Linked DNA regions of Mus musculus: regions 2, 3, 4 and 5 are each linked to region 1. The links are chromatin contacts, called in public HiChIP or PLAC-seq and promoter capture Hi-C maps. All regions are on one chromosome and are shown on one strand. Each heading gives the region's core, a stretch centred on a gene start, on an enhancer-like site or on the middle of the called end of the contact. The rest is flanking DNA. Distances are from core to core; before and after follow the strand shown.

The links. Promoter capture Hi-C pulls out the DNA fragments that hold promoters and counts their contacts. HiChIP or PLAC-seq counts read pairs in DNA pulled down with a chosen protein or histone mark.
Region 2: a FOXA1 HiChIP or PLAC-seq map of pancreatic cancer cells shows a contact between it and region 1. The contact joins the promoter of Dhrs13 here to the promoter of Slc46a1 in region 1. A contact is called at or near these places in 2 of 39 promoter capture datasets (both in liver) and 1 of 115 datasets of contacts at active chromatin or transcription factors (pancreatic cancer cells).
Region 3: a promoter capture Hi-C map of 3T3-L1-derived adipocytes shows a contact between it and region 1, with 3 times the contacts expected there. The contact joins the promoter of Nos2 here to the promoter of Slc46a1 in region 1. A contact is called at or near these places in 13 of 39 promoter capture datasets (the 3T3-L1 cell line, 3T3-L1-derived adipocytes, the C10 cell line and 10 more), 1 of 115 datasets of contacts at active chromatin or transcription factors (neural tube) and 3 of 9 other capture datasets (adipose tissue, liver and macrophages).
Region 4: a contact with region 1 is called in a promoter capture Hi-C map of liver, with 2.0 times the contacts expected there. The contact joins the promoter of Fam222b here to the promoter of Slc46a1 in region 1. A contact is called at or near these places in 3 of 39 promoter capture datasets (hippocampal neurons, liver and pre-B cells).
Region 5: a contact with region 1 is called in an H3K27ac HiChIP or PLAC-seq map of microglia, with 4 times the contacts expected there. The contact joins the promoter of Ccnq here to the promoter of Slc46a1 in region 1. A contact is called at or near these places in 2 of 115 datasets of contacts at active chromatin or transcription factors (fibro-adipogenic progenitors and microglia) and 1 of 9 other capture datasets (adipose tissue).

The regions. Positions count from the first base shown.
Region 1 is chr11:78,464,442-78,467,211 of GRCm38.p6, reverse strand. It overlaps Slc46a1 (solute carrier family 46, member 1), which reads right to left and starts at 1,511. Exons shown (of 5, transcript NM_026740.2): 1 at 1,207-1,511; 2 at 9-861. The coding sequence starts at 1,434.
Region 2 is chr11:78,030,981-78,033,780 of GRCm38.p6, reverse strand. It overlaps Dhrs13 (dehydrogenase/reductase (SDR family) member 13), which reads right to left and starts at 1,468. Exons shown (of 5, transcript NM_183286.2): 1 at 1,283-1,468; 2 at 1,078-1,196. The coding sequence starts at 1,409. Dhrs13os (dehydrogenase/reductase (SDR family) member 13, opposite strand) reads left to right here and starts at 1,116. Exons shown (of 2, transcript NR_152257.1): 1 at 1,116-1,624; 2 at 1,850-2,800.
Region 3 is chr11:78,919,484-78,922,245 of GRCm38.p6, reverse strand. Nos2 (nitric oxide synthase 2, inducible) reads right to left here and starts at 1,459. Exons shown (of 27, transcript NM_010927.4): 1 at 1,251-1,459; 2 at 1-24. RefSeq lists cis regulatory regions at 1,463-1,629, 2,238-2,257, enhancers at 1,632-1,652, 2,182-2,449, 2,745-2,757 and a promoter at 1,257-2,762.
Region 4 is chr11:78,093,251-78,095,950 of GRCm38.p6, reverse strand. Fam222b (family with sequence similarity 222, member B) reads right to left here and starts at 1,261. Exons shown (of 3, transcript NM_145430.3): 1 at 1,160-1,261.
Region 5 is chr11:78,750,254-78,753,017 of GRCm38.p6, reverse strand. Ccnq (cyclin Q) reads left to right here and starts at 1,289. Exons shown (of 1, transcript NM_197989.1): 1 at 1,289-2,512. The coding sequence starts at 1,356. The coding sequence ends at 2,108.

The sequences.
Region 1 (2,770 bases), core at 262-2,761:
CACTTTACCTGTGAACATGAGGGGTGTAATGGTAGCAAACGCAAAGACCACCATTCCCAGGATGTTGAAAGCCAGGCCAATCTCAGCCACCCAGGTGTCAGCCAGGCAGAATTGCAGAAGCCTTAGGCCCAGCAGGCTGGTGAGGTAGGGTAGGTGCTGGGCTGCTGAGCCATAGCCAATCAGCTTGGAGTCCCAGCAGAGGGGTGCGCTCAGCTCATAGAGTGTCAGGATATCTTGAGCCCCAAAATGCACAGTAACCACCACGAATATGGCCAAAGAGTACAGGGCTAGATGCATCCTGGACTTTTCTGGGGCTGGAACCACATATAGCCGGGCAATGGATCGATGATGGCGGAGCGTGAAAAGCCTGGTGGACTTTGGCTCCTTCACCGTCTCACCAAAACAAAATGCTGCGTATAGAGCCATGACAATCAGCAGGGCCAAAGCCAGCCAGAAGGGGTTGGCATAACCCTGGGCCCGGAGCCAGTGACCCCCGAGAAGGCTTGCCAGGGTCCCGGCCACACCAATGCATGCTTCCAGCAGAGCCATCCGGAAGGTGCGACTGTGGTTAGAGCTAACATCTGCCACAGAGGCAAAGCTAGCAGCAAGGAGGCCGTTGAAGTCTCCCAGAAGGGCACAAAGAGCTCGGCCAAGCACGAAGAACCCGACGTGCAGTTCTAGCTGCACCACAAAGATGGACACCACGGCCTGGAGCAGCAGACCAAGAGAGGCCAGCACCAGCAATGGGCGGCGACCCACGCGGTCACTCCAGGCTCCCAGCAGGGTGGACCAGAAGAGTCCCACCAGGAAGCCTCCCACGTTCATGTAGAGGGTCCAGTGAGATGTCAGGGTCTCCACTTCCTGTAAAGACACAATCACTAGTGCGCAGGACCTCACTTTGGTTAGCTACCATCACCATCCTGGGAGCTATAGCCTTGCTTTAGAGCCCTAAGCCTCTTGGAATGTTCCTTCAACTTGTAAAAACAGGCCCTGGAGAAGCATTCCCTCCGTCGCTACACTAGATAACTTTCCAAGCCAGGCTTTCTCTAGGTACACCTCCAGCACAAGGCAGCCAGCCAGGGCAGGCCCCCTTTGGTCTGACCCGCCCACCACGCCACGTGTGTCCCGTCCCCTCGGGGACCCCGTCTTCCACAGGCCCCGCCCCGTGCCGCGCTCCGTATTCACAGCTGCTCTGGTCCCTGCTACCTTCATGAGGGGATCCGCGCTTTGGTTCCCACAGTTCTCCCGGTGGCGGGTGCCATTGTAGCCGAGCTCCGTGCTGAACCGGTGCCAAAGGTACTGTGTGGTGAGCGGTCCCTGCAGAACCAGGGCAAAGTTGGCCAGGAAGACTAGGGGCTCCACGGGGCCGCGGAAAAGCACGGGAGCGTTGAGGAAACTGTGGGGCGAGCCCACGGAGCTCACGCGCCCCTCCATGCGCAAACACGGAGGGGCTAGCACCTCGGAACCAGCTGCGGGAGGCCTGGACCAGTCTGTGCTGTCTGCGCCTGCGCCGGCTTCGGGTGCTTCTGTTAAAAGTCTAGAGGGGCGGAGCGTGAGACAGTCTCAAAAGCTTTGGTCCGCTGAACTCTGGGCTGGGTGTCGTCCAAACAATCCCTGTGGTGTGTCCTCACTTCAGGCAACGCAAAGATACTACCGTGCTGCAGCCCTCCTTCCTGGGCGTCGGAACACTCAAAAGAATAATCACTATATCAATAACTAACATTTATTGACAACGTAACTTTGTTCTGGGGCCAGGAATTCTGAATATATTATCTCGTGGCAACCTTATAGATTAGTCACTTAATGATCCGAATCCAGAGATGTGGAAGTAAGGTCGAAAGGCACGCAGGATTAGCGCACAAGACTGGATATGCCAGCTGCGTGGCATCTGCCTCTCGGCACATGTGCATCTGTGTAAGAACAGCCAGAGCCTGGTGGGCCACACTGGAGTACTTGTGCTCTGCCACTGATCCGTTGACCTTGCCTTCACTTGGAAGAAAATCTTAGTGAAGGCAGGACCTAGTGGCATGTGCTTTTAATCCCAGCACACCAGAGGTGAGGCCAGTTTGGTCTAAGCAATACTAGGCTAACCAAGGCTTGATGTTCTGTCCAAAACAAACAAACAAACAAACAAACCAAGAAAGAAAGAATGCCGAGCATGGTGATGCATGCCTTTAATCCCAGCAATTGGAAGGCAGAAGCAGGCAGATTTCTGAGTTCGAGGCCAGCCTGGTTTACAAAGTGAGTTCCAGGACAGTCAGGGCTACACAGAGAAACCCTGTCTCGAAGAAACCAAAAGAAAAAAGAAAAGAGAGAGAGAGAGAGAGAGAGAGAGAGAGAGAGAGGAAGTATTGGAAAATGACAATGAGATTTGGTACACTGAAAGTATTATTTTATATACATACTTTCAGACCAGGCTAACCTCAGACTCATAGAGATTCCCCTGCCTCAGGCTTCTGGATGCTGTTGCTATTAGACCTAATCGCTGTTGGCTATCATTAATGACTAATAGGTTGTCCCTTGCCCCTGTTCCTGTCCTAGGAGCCTTTCCTGGAGCTAGTGTCACATCAAGGACTGGGATCTGATTCTGCAGTTCTCTTAGAGGGTGGAGTAGAGACAAGAGGAGCCTGAGACTGGAGGCCCCTGGGTGTGGGCCTGTGCTCTTCAGTGCCCCTGTTGTAGGAACTGAGCTGGAGAACAGACATCTGCACTGTTGCTGAGCAGCTCAGACTTCCTGTCTGTCTGTCTGTCTGTCTGTCTGTCTGGGCTT
Region 2 (2,800 bases), core at 219-2,718, 430 kb after region 1:
AATATTAACAGCAATAATAATACTTTCTACTGGAAAAAAAAGCTGGGAGAGTTAAATCAGATAAAATACATGTATGTCTGGTGTGGTGGCACACATTGGTTATCCTAGCTACCCTTTTGTCACCAGTTCAAGGCCTGCCTGAGCTAGAGTTAATATATATTAAATACCCAGTCAGCAGCGTGCAGGTATTTGCCATTAACATCCCTTGTTTTTATTATCATTTACCATAAAAATCAATTACAGCCTTTCACCTGTTGTAGACAGCATCTTGCTACGTAGCTCAGACTGCCTTGGAACTCATGATCTCCCTTCCTCAGCCTCTTCAGGGCTGGAATTACAGGTGTGCACCAGCATGTCCTGCTGTAACAAACTTTTCCTAAGAGACTGTGGTCTTCTCTTACACACCTTTTTAAAAAAAATTTATTTTATTTGTTTGCTTGTTTATTTTGAGACAGAGTCTTAGGATGTAGCCCAAGCTGGTCTTCAACTCACAGAAATCTACCTGTCTCTGCCTCTCAAGTGCTAGGATTAAAGGTATGTGACCCTCTCACTCCTGTCCTCTGCAGTCTAGACACCGCACAGTTCTAAGAAATTCATCTGAAAAAGCCATCAGGATGGTCCAGAGCCTACTGAAGTGTCTTCTCTGCTCAGCTGTCTTCAACTCGATGGTATTTGGAAGGGCCTTCAGAAGCTGGCTGTGGCTCAGAACCACTTCAGGACATTCCTTTTATTCCTTGCTTCATCTCCCGCCCCCTGTCTCTCCAATTAGACTCTCTAGTCTCAGGGCATTTGCACCTGCTGTTCTTTCTGCATCTCTTCATTATCCTAACCCTTCCTTCTTTGTCGCCTTTGCCAAGGCTGGCCTTGAGCTCGCAGCCCGGTGCTGGGACCACACCTGACTTCATTAACTCTGATTCTTAAAGCTCTCAAGATTAAAGACCACAGCAGTCCCTGCATCTTCCTCTCTGTTTAAGGGATAGTGAGGCTCTCTCCTCTCAGATCTTGATTCCTCCGTCGCTCTGCTCCGCCCTCCGCGTCCCGGGCTCACCCGCCTCCCGCATTCCCCTATGGTCTCACCTGACGGAGGTCGAAAGCGGCCGCTTCCCCGCGCTCCCGGCTGCGGCAGGCCAGCACCACGCGCGCTCCCCGGCGCGCCAGCTCCAGCGCTGTCATCTTTCCGATGCCGCTATTGGCGCCTGCGGGCGGCGGGTGGGAGCCAGCTCAGCCGGTCGGGCCGCGGCCACCCGCCCGGCCTCCCCGCCGCCCGCTCGCGCGCACTCACCAGTGACCACGACCGTGCGGCCCCGAAGGCTGCCGATGCCGCCGCACGACGGGGCCTTCACCAGGTTGTAGTAGACAAGCACGTAGGCGCCCAGCAGCAGCCCGGCGCCCAGCAGCAGCATCTCCATGCCGGCAGTGCTCCCGATTCCCGCCCGGGCCTCGTCGCTCCCGCCTCGGCCTCGCGAGGGCGGCGGCAGGCTGGGCAGGGGTGTGCGCGCACGCGTGGCCCCTGCGAGCGCCCCCTAGGCGTGCGCCTGCGTGCCCTGGCGGCGTGCCTAGGAGAAACACCTTGGAGTCCTGGGAGCGCCCTCTAGGCTTGCGAACTCCCGGGAACGCGTGCTCGGTAAGTACCCGGAAACATCTGCCTGAGGGACGGGTGGGTGTGTGCATGCCTAGGGCCCTGAGATCTCCGCTCAGGCTTTGGGCGTGCTTCTGGATTCTGGGCGGGCGCCGGCGGTGAGAGCACTGCGTAGGTGTCTGTGCCCATCGCGGGAGTCCTCCAGGCTGTGCATGCATCTGTAGTCTCCACCAACGCGTGTGACTGAATGAACATCTCTGTTTACTCTAGGTGTGAGTATGTAGCAGTCTCTCAGTCTGGAGTCCTGTGTACATGAATGGGCTCGTGTGTCTGGAGTCGAGTCCTGGATGCCTTTTCCTCAATGAAGCGACTCTTTTCTCATTCTTTCATTATCCAGCCCTCCGCTGCTCTTCTAGGACATTTCCCGTTACAGGCCAGAGGCATGAGGCTTCTTATGCTGGCACTGACAGGGTTGTCAGGATTCAACCATGTGATTTCCTAACTTTGTGACCCCACCCCTTTCCCTGTCGATTTTGGAGGTGGTTTCCCTAGGCCCATGGTGGCCTTAAATTTGAGATCCTCCTTCCTCAAACTCCGAAACAGTGGGTATTACATGGTTGTTACTCCATGACCTCTGCTTTCGAAAAGGCGGTAATTTGTTTCTAGAACGGTTCACAGGTAGCAAGACTAGGTAGGTAGACACTCCATTACTCTGGAAACAGTGACTGAGGGTAAGCTGGGCAGGGACAGCTAGGGATGTGGGCATTCCAAGCAGGACCTTGCCTAGGACAGTGAAGGACAGGTAGTTCCTTTCTGCCTTTGGAGGTTTAAGAAGTCCTTCCTGAAGTGGAAGCAGAGTGGCAGGGACAAGAATACAACTATATGTGGGAGTCAGGGTCAGATTTCTGAGACCAGGGAATTCCCTATTTAATACTGCACTGTGTTCTTGGAGCACAACTATAGACGCTGTGGATGTAAAGCTCGTCTTCTAGCCCTATCAACAGACTTGAATATATGAATAGGTACTAGTTAGAATAGTGCCAGAACACAGATTTTTCTAGGGGACTGTTCTCAGGAAGAACTTCCTGAATAAGCCATCTCCAGGAAGCTAGCAGGATGCCCAGGAAATTAGAATTAGGGTAACACAGCAGGGTATTTCCTGATGAGAACAGCAGAAGTTATTCAAGTTACACCAAGAGCCGCACAGGCTAGAGCAGCAGT
Region 3 (2,762 bases), core at 210-2,709, 460 kb before region 1:
TCCAAATCCAACGTTCTCCGTTCTCTGAGGAAGGGGAGGGAGGCTGTGAGGTGAGGTTGAAGAAGAGCCTAACAGAACAGAGCCTTCTCACGGGCGGGCGCTAGTGTCCCAGAGAATGGAGACAGAGCCCAGCTAAGGCTAGCACAGAAGTGCTCTCTCTCCATGCTTGCACTCGGCAGTTTTATTTGGAGTTGAAATCTTGTGGGACAGACTCCAGTTCTACAAAGACACATAACAAACCAAACTTGGGATAACTTGGGATGCCACATAGCCACCTACCAAGGACAGCAAGCATCCACAAGCTTCCTTAGGACAATTCAGTTTCTCTTGGCAGGAGTTACTCCATGGCCTCCAGCAAGGTGGGCAGGAGCTGGGGTCACTAATACAGGAGTGTGTGCATCTGCCTGACCCTTCCTGCCACCTGCTGACCAGAGAGAGGGGCAAGCACTTGTCATTAGTACCCTTCCCTCTGGACCTGCACTTGGGGCTAGCACTCAAGTCCTGGCCACCTTTCCTTTGATTTGGGAGTCATCACGCATCCTGAGCCAAGGACACTAGGTCACATGTTCCTTCTTCTTCTTTGTTACTTGAGAAGAAGTCAATGATTTGTATAAAAGAGCATTAAACTCTCCAGAGTTGAGATTATATCCTTTACGAAAAAGACAAGAAATAGAAAGTGGAACTGCCCTGAGAGTATGTGGCTTCTCCTTGGCGAGTGCCCTCCCTGAGGAAAGATATACTTGGAAGATACGGGGGGGGGGGGTACAAGAACCCACCTAAGGGGAACAGTGAAACTCAGAGTCCCGATGAACTGGACCCTACCCTGAGTTTTTCTAGTTACTCATCTAAATCAAGTTAGTTAACTGAAACTCATTGCTTCACTCCTAAAATGGGATTAATAATAACCATCTTATCAGATCTGGGTGGGGCAGAGGGCACATCTCATAAAGATGAGTAAAGTAAGCTATATGTATTAACACCACCCCCCCCAGCCTATTCGGAGCTTTCTAGAAAGTTTATCCTTTGTAGTGTAATCACCACAGTAAACATTTGCAGAGAAGAAATCTGACCACACGCCCTGTTCAACTGGCAGACCCTTCTGTGGGTGTGCTTCTTACACCTTCCATATCAGCTTCAGTCCAGCCACAAAAAGAGGGGTGGGGTGGGGGGAGAAGGGAAAGCCTGGTTTTCTGGGCTTTCCCAAGCAGGAAGACACTCCTAAGAGCAGCTGTCCCCAACACAAGACTCACCTTGCAGTTGACTAGGCTACTCCGTGGAGTGAACAAGACCCAAGCGTGAGGAGCCTCAGAAGTGTCTCTAACAGCTCAGTCCCTTCACCAAGGTGGCTGAGAAGTTTCAAACCAGTGACACTGTGTCCCGTGGGGCCAGAGTCTCAGTCTTCAACTCCCTGTAAAGTTGTGACCCTGGCAGCAGCCATCAGGTATTTATACCCCTCCAGGCTCTGCAGAGCTATTTTGCATAACTGTTCCCAAAGGGAGAGTCCCCAGTTGGGTGTGCAAGTTAGCTCATTCATGATGGACACTCCTAGTCTGTGTGCTTGATTACATCACTCTGTGGTGTATCCTCATGCAAGGCCATCTCTTCCTGGTCGCCCGTCCAAGGCAGTGGCCCCTAGGCAGCACGTAGTCACTTCAAAACTGGGACTCACTAGGGAGGGAGGCTGGCTTTTCTTAGCTAAACCACATACCCTGGCTTGCAGCTGCTGAGGGATTTTGTTCTGGGCACGGAGCTCTCTGGCTTTCTGTCTGTTCTCTCAGTGAGGTTAGATGGTGCCAATATTCCAACACGCCCAGGACACATTCATCAGGAGGTTTTCTAGAAAGGATGGAAGGCAAGCTGTGGGCACAGATGCCGTCTGACCAGCATTTCCCCACTAGTAGTAAGTCAGCTTGGGCAGAATAGTGGATGGGCTGTGCTGAGTGAAGCCTTTTTATTTTTTTTCTCAGTGGCATTCTCTCTCTCTCTCTCTCTCTCCCTCTCTCTCTCTCTCTCTCTCTCTGTGTGTGTGTGTGTGTGTGTGTGTGTGTGTGTGGTGTGTGTGTGTTTGTATGTGTGGGTGACTTCTTATATATAGGATTATAATGTCCTACCTGGGTGTGGTGGCATAAGCCTTTAATCCCGGGATTCAGGAGACAGAGAAAGGCTGATCCCTGAGTTTGGGCTAGCCTGGTCTACAGAGTAAGTTCTAGGATAAGCCAGGAACACTACACAGAAAAACCCTGTTCTGAGAAACAAACAAAAACGAATAAATTATAATTTCTTACAATGCTTCCAATAAAGCATTCACACATGGCATGGAATTTTCCATTATGAAAGTGAAATATTGACAGTGTTAGGGGAAAAGGAACAAACAGAGAGAGGGAAAATCCCCCTAGCACATCCTGCCAGGGTCCACTCATCTTCGCATGGTCCCCAAAGTCAGCTCAGCCTCGTGTTTTGCCCTTGTCTGAGGTACACAGACTAAGTCACCCAAAAAGTGTGTGGCCTCAATAGTTGGGAGAACAAATAAATTGTTGATTGAATAAATGAATTACAAATCAAGTAATTGGGCTGGGGAGATGGCTCAGTTGGTAAAGTGCTTGCCTTGCATGTACAAGGACCTAAGTTCAAAAGCTGGGCATGGGTTGGTGAGATAAGGAATTTACACACACACACACACACACACACACACACACACACACACACACACACAAACACACACACACACACACACACCAGTCAATAGGTCAATGATAAAATGC
Region 4 (2,700 bases), core at 12-2,511, 370 kb after region 1:
TAAACTGCTTGGCACACAAGCATTAACAGAGGAGCCCTCCCGAATCTCAGCCAGGTACGCCTATAACCCCAGCTACTGGGGAAACAGAGGCAAGACTGTTAATTCAAACTCAACTAGTGCTTGAATTCAAGACCAGCATAAGCAAGTTAGTGAAACTTAGTCTCAAAATAAAAAGCAAAAGGAAGGCTGAGAACATAGCTCAGTGCTTCAGGCTGTATTTGCTTCCTCTTGGGTCAGAAGCTGCATACCATGTAAAAAGGCACAGGAGTAGGGTACTTTTCCTATTCAATTTGACAGAGAATTTGTCACACCACGGAAGAAAGTGCTATTTCTACAGATGATCTGCTGTACTTATGCAGGGTGCACATATTTTTGTCTACTGAGGTTTTACAAATATGCTTTGTTTTGATGGAGAAATCAGTTACTCCATTAATAACCATAGAGTCTAAAATCTGATCGTATTGCTGGTACATACTAGCATCCGTATAGTATTTCCAATCTATAGGTTTCATAAGCTCTCTCAACCAATATATGAAGCTTACAAAAGCCCAGCATTTAATGCTGGATCTTCCAGAGAACCAGAAAGGTTAAGTGGGTCCTATCCAAGGTTATCGATCAGGTTTATCTGTGCTGGACTTGGTTCCAAACCTGACTCCATGTCCTTAGCTCTTTAACCTAGATTCCTCCTGAATTTAAACAGAGCTTCCGACTCCCAAGCTTTACCCAGGGCACATCATAACTCCAGTGACCAGTCCTTCTCTGACTGGTTCAGAGTGGACTTCTTCAGCTCCAGCACGGCTTTTATTTTCCACCACCCTTCCCCCCCAGCAACCATTCTCTGAAAGAAGCGGAAAGGGAGAGGCGACCCAAAGCTCCTGGGGGAAGGGATGATGACAAACCAGACAGCGCGAGGCACTGGTCCTGCCGTGTGCGCCCTCACTCCACGAAACGCAACCCCTTCCCTCCGCCAAGCTGTCCAGCTCTGGGACTCATGACCTAATCATCCATGCTCCAAATGCTCCACCATCATCACCTCAAACTATCCCTCCCCCACGACCTCCGTCCCCGACAAGTAGAAGCCACCCCGCTAGTCAGGGTGTCCTTCCACCACGCCATATCTGCATTCCTTAGAGTCCACTACCCTTAAACCACCACTCACTGTCGGTGACTGGGCCCGGCCCTCATGGCTGCTCCGTTGTCGCCGGTCGCCGCCACTGCTGCTCCACGCCCCAGCCTCTCAATCACAGCCGCCGTCCGGACTGGCCGGGAGCTGCTTCTGCGCCTGCGCAGCCCGGATTGCCCGGGGCCCTCTCCGGCAGTCAGCGCCTGCGCACCTCGCTCCGGGGACGTCTTTATCATTGCCTGATGTCCTGCTTCTCTGGGTCTCAAGTGGGCATGGCCGCTCGCTGGCCTTGGATATTTTAGGTCTTAGGGAATGTGGCTACTGAGCCTTCCTTTTAGGCCTCTAGAATATCTTGCCTAAATTACTAAAGTCTTGAATTGAGATTTATCCCACCAGAATTCTGGATCCTGCCTGCACTTAAAGACCAAATCTTTTAGGCGTGGAAGAAATTGCAGACTCGTTCCCTACTGTACATCTCTGACTACGGAGTCAGATCTTTTTGCAAACCGATAAAGAAGACCTTTATCCCTGTGTAGTAGTAGCACGTACCCAACAGTACTTGAAATATTAATACTTACGATTATGAGCGACTGGACGGACATCGATCCTAGTAGCCAAACTTCAGTCCTCTGCATCAGCAGCGAGTGCTCATAGTCGCTGAACATTTCTCCAGCCCCTATACAACTATATTTTTTTTTAAAGATTTATTTATTTATTATATGTAAGTACACTGTAGCTGTCTTCAGACACTCCAGAAGAGGGCGTCAGATCTTGTTACAGATGGTTGTGAGCCACCATGTGGTTGCTGGGATTTGAACTCTGGACCTTCGGAAGAACAGTCGGGTGCTCTTACCCACTGAGCCATCTCACCAGCCCATACAACTATATTTAATGGAACTCTTAAGTGTTTAATAAACTAACACCCGGACGGAATGGAGCACTCCATGAATCTTTGCAGAGGCAGGAGGATTTCTGTGAGTTTGAGGCTCTCCTGATCTACAGATGAAGTTCTAGGATATCCAGAGCTACATTTTTAAAAGAATTTGGGCTCTGGAGAGATGGCTCAGTGGTTAAGAGCACTGACTGCTCTTCCAGAGGTCCTGAGTTCAAATCCCAGCAACCACGTGGTAGCTCACAACCATCTGTAATGGGATCCAACACTCTCTTCTGGTGTGTCTGAGGACAGCTATAGTGTACTCATAAAATAAATAAATCAATCTTAAAAAAAAAAAAAAGAAATTGGTGTTACTTCTTTCTGTCTTTTTTTTTTTTTTTTTTTTTCAGAGAAGTACCCAGGAACCCGAAGGGTTTTCATGAAATGCTTACAAATGTATTAATACTGAGGTGATGATGACAACTTTGGCTATATAAGACAGAATCTCACTAGTATCCCAGACTGGTCTTGAATCCCATATGTAGTCCATGGTGGCCTTGAATTTGTGATCCTCCTGCCTCAGCCTCCTGAATAACAACATTACAGGCCTGAGCTACATTCCTGTCAGAGGCTTCTGTCTTTTAAAAATGTAAGTTGGTTGCTACAAATTGCTATGAACTAATTGGTATCTAATACAGTATAC
Region 5 (2,764 bases), core at 40-2,539, 290 kb before region 1:
AGGGCATTTAGTTCACGAGTAATGTGCTGGATTCTATCTGTCCCCAGAACTACCAACATAGTGTCTTCCACAGCATGTGAAAGCTCACACCTTTAATCCCAGCACTTGTCAGGCAGATCTCTGTGAGGCCAGCCTGATCTATATAACAGGTTTCAGGTCTGCCTGGGCTATATAGTGAGAAACAGTCTCCAAAAACAAAACAAACAAAAAATAAATAAAATTTGAGAATGTAGTCTTAATCGGTAACATTTAAAGAGGAAGATAACCGTGTGCTACAAGTGGCCAAATGAGAAATGTAGAAGTTGTGGGGTACTGCTTTTCTTGGGGGCTAAAGAACGCTAAGATTGAGAAATCCATGTCTGGTACATCGTCTAATGCATATACCTCTCTTTGGAATCCCTATGGCTTAGGGTGTTTTTTCCCACTTTACAAAAGTCTTAATTCATACAGATATATAAAGACATAAATGAAAATGAAAGATTCCTCAAAACAAATTAGTAATAGCTAAAGGTCATGAGCTGGGTGATGGTAGCAGGATGGGGGGGGGGGTGGGGGGGTGGGCAGCAGTGCATGTCTTTAATCCTAAGAGACAGGTAGATCTCCTGATTTGGAGACCAGCCTGGTCTGCAGATCAAGTTCCAGGACAGCCAAGGCTACAATAGAAAACCCCTGTCCTGATGTCCTGATGTATCTATCTTCCTTCCTTCCTTCCTTCCTTCCTTTCTTTCTTTCTTTCTTTCTTTCTTTCTTTCTTTCTTTCTTTCTTTCCTTCCTTCCTTTCTTTTTCAATTAAAACAAAATATCGCTGAGTGTGGTGTTGCACACCTGGGATAAGAGGATCAAGAGTACAAGGCCAGTCTGGGTTAAATGTAGAAAACCTGACTCAGAAAAATAATCATCAAAGCCAAACTTATGGAGCATATTTGATCTGCCTACATCACTCGTTCATTTTTCACAAGAGCTCCATGAGGAGGGGACAGCCAACCACCCCAACTTGCACCTAAGGAATGAGATGTAGAGGATCAACCAAAGCCCCCAGGGTCACAGAGGCAAATGCCAGGGTGAGAGTTGACTCTCATCCTTTCCATAGCCTGGATTCTCAGGAACAGTGAAAAAGCCCCTTAAATCAAAAGTAGTATCTTCTCAGATGTCTTAAAAATAGCACTCCTCGTCTCCACCAAGCTGCTCCTGAGTGCCTATCTTTTAATATAGGAGGAAAAGCCGAGCAGGGTGGGCGTGGCGGCAGGACGGGTGGGGGCGTGGCCGCTTGACGGCACGCCCCCTCCGCGAGGACCCCCGGAGCCGGCCTCGGCGCGCCGGAGCGTTTCTCCTTCCGGGGCGGCCTGCTGGGCCTCATGGAGGCTGTTCGGCCAGACAGCTGCGAAAGCGGGCCGGCGGCGCCGCGAGCCGAGGAGAGGCCGGCTCCCGAGGCGAGGGTGCACTTCCGAGTAACCCGGTTTATCATGGAGGCAGGCGTCAAGCTAGGCATGCAGTCCATCCCCATCGCCACCGCTTGCACCATTTACCATAAGTTCTTCTGCGAGATCAACCTGGACGCATATGACCTCTACCTGGTCGCCATGTCTTCCATTTACTTGGCCGGCAAAGTGGAGGAGCAACACTTGCGTACTCGTGACATCATCAACGTGTCGCACAGGTACTTTAACCCGGGCAGTGAGCCATTGGAGCTGGATTCCCGCTTCTGGGAGCTACGAGACAGCATTGTACAATGTGAGCTTCTTATGCTACGAGTTCTGCGCTTCCAAGTCTCTTTCCAGCATCCACACAAGTACCTGCTGCACTACTTGATTTCCCTCAAGAACTGGCTGAATCGTTACAGCTGGCAACGAACCCCCATCTCAGTTACAGCTTGGGCTCTGCTACGAGATAGCTACCACGGGGGGCTATGCCTCCGCTTCCAGGCTCAGCACCTAGCCGTGGCTGTGCTCTACCTGGCCCTGCAGGTCTATGGAGTCGAGGTGCCTGCAGAGGGTGAGGCCGAGAAGCCTTGGTGGCAGGTATTTAGTGATGACCTTACCAAGCCAATCATTGACAATATTGTGTCTGATCTCATTCAGATTTATACTATGGATACAGAGATCCCCTAAGGCCCTGGCCGAGGCCGGACCTAAGACCAGGATGATCGGAGGCCTGGGGTATCGTTCCACCAAGTTGCTGTGATGGCGTGTCTCCACTCGGAGGACTGGTTGTGCTGGCAGAGGATGTCATTGGTGACTGCAATGACATGCTGTCATTTTGTCCCCAGCAGCCCTTGTTCAAATAATGCTAAGAGCTTCCATGTGGGCAGGACATATAGAGCTTTCTAGAATTGGCTGCATCAGCTTTTGCCCTTTGAGAAGATGCTGCATTTGAGGCATGGACCATTGCAGGTCGCCAACAGGAAAGTTAAAGAATAGAACTGCACCCTTAGGGGAAGTATGAATGTGTAACATAGAATCTTATTTTGTATAATAAAAATTATGCAAATAAAATATAGGAAAGGTTTAACGCACCAGAGTCTGCCTTATGGTATTTCTAAGTTACAGTAGGAGAGATACTGGAAACTGATCAATATTGGGGAAATGGTTAGTGAAGCATGGTACATCCATACAATGGAGTATTTATTATTCAACCACTAAAACATATTTGTAAGGGGTTTATGACAATGTGGGTAAAGGTTCATATTAGGCAGCATAGAAGATAACAAGGTTATAGATGCACTATAATTTCTACAAAAAAGAAGTATACAAAGATAGGCAAAGTA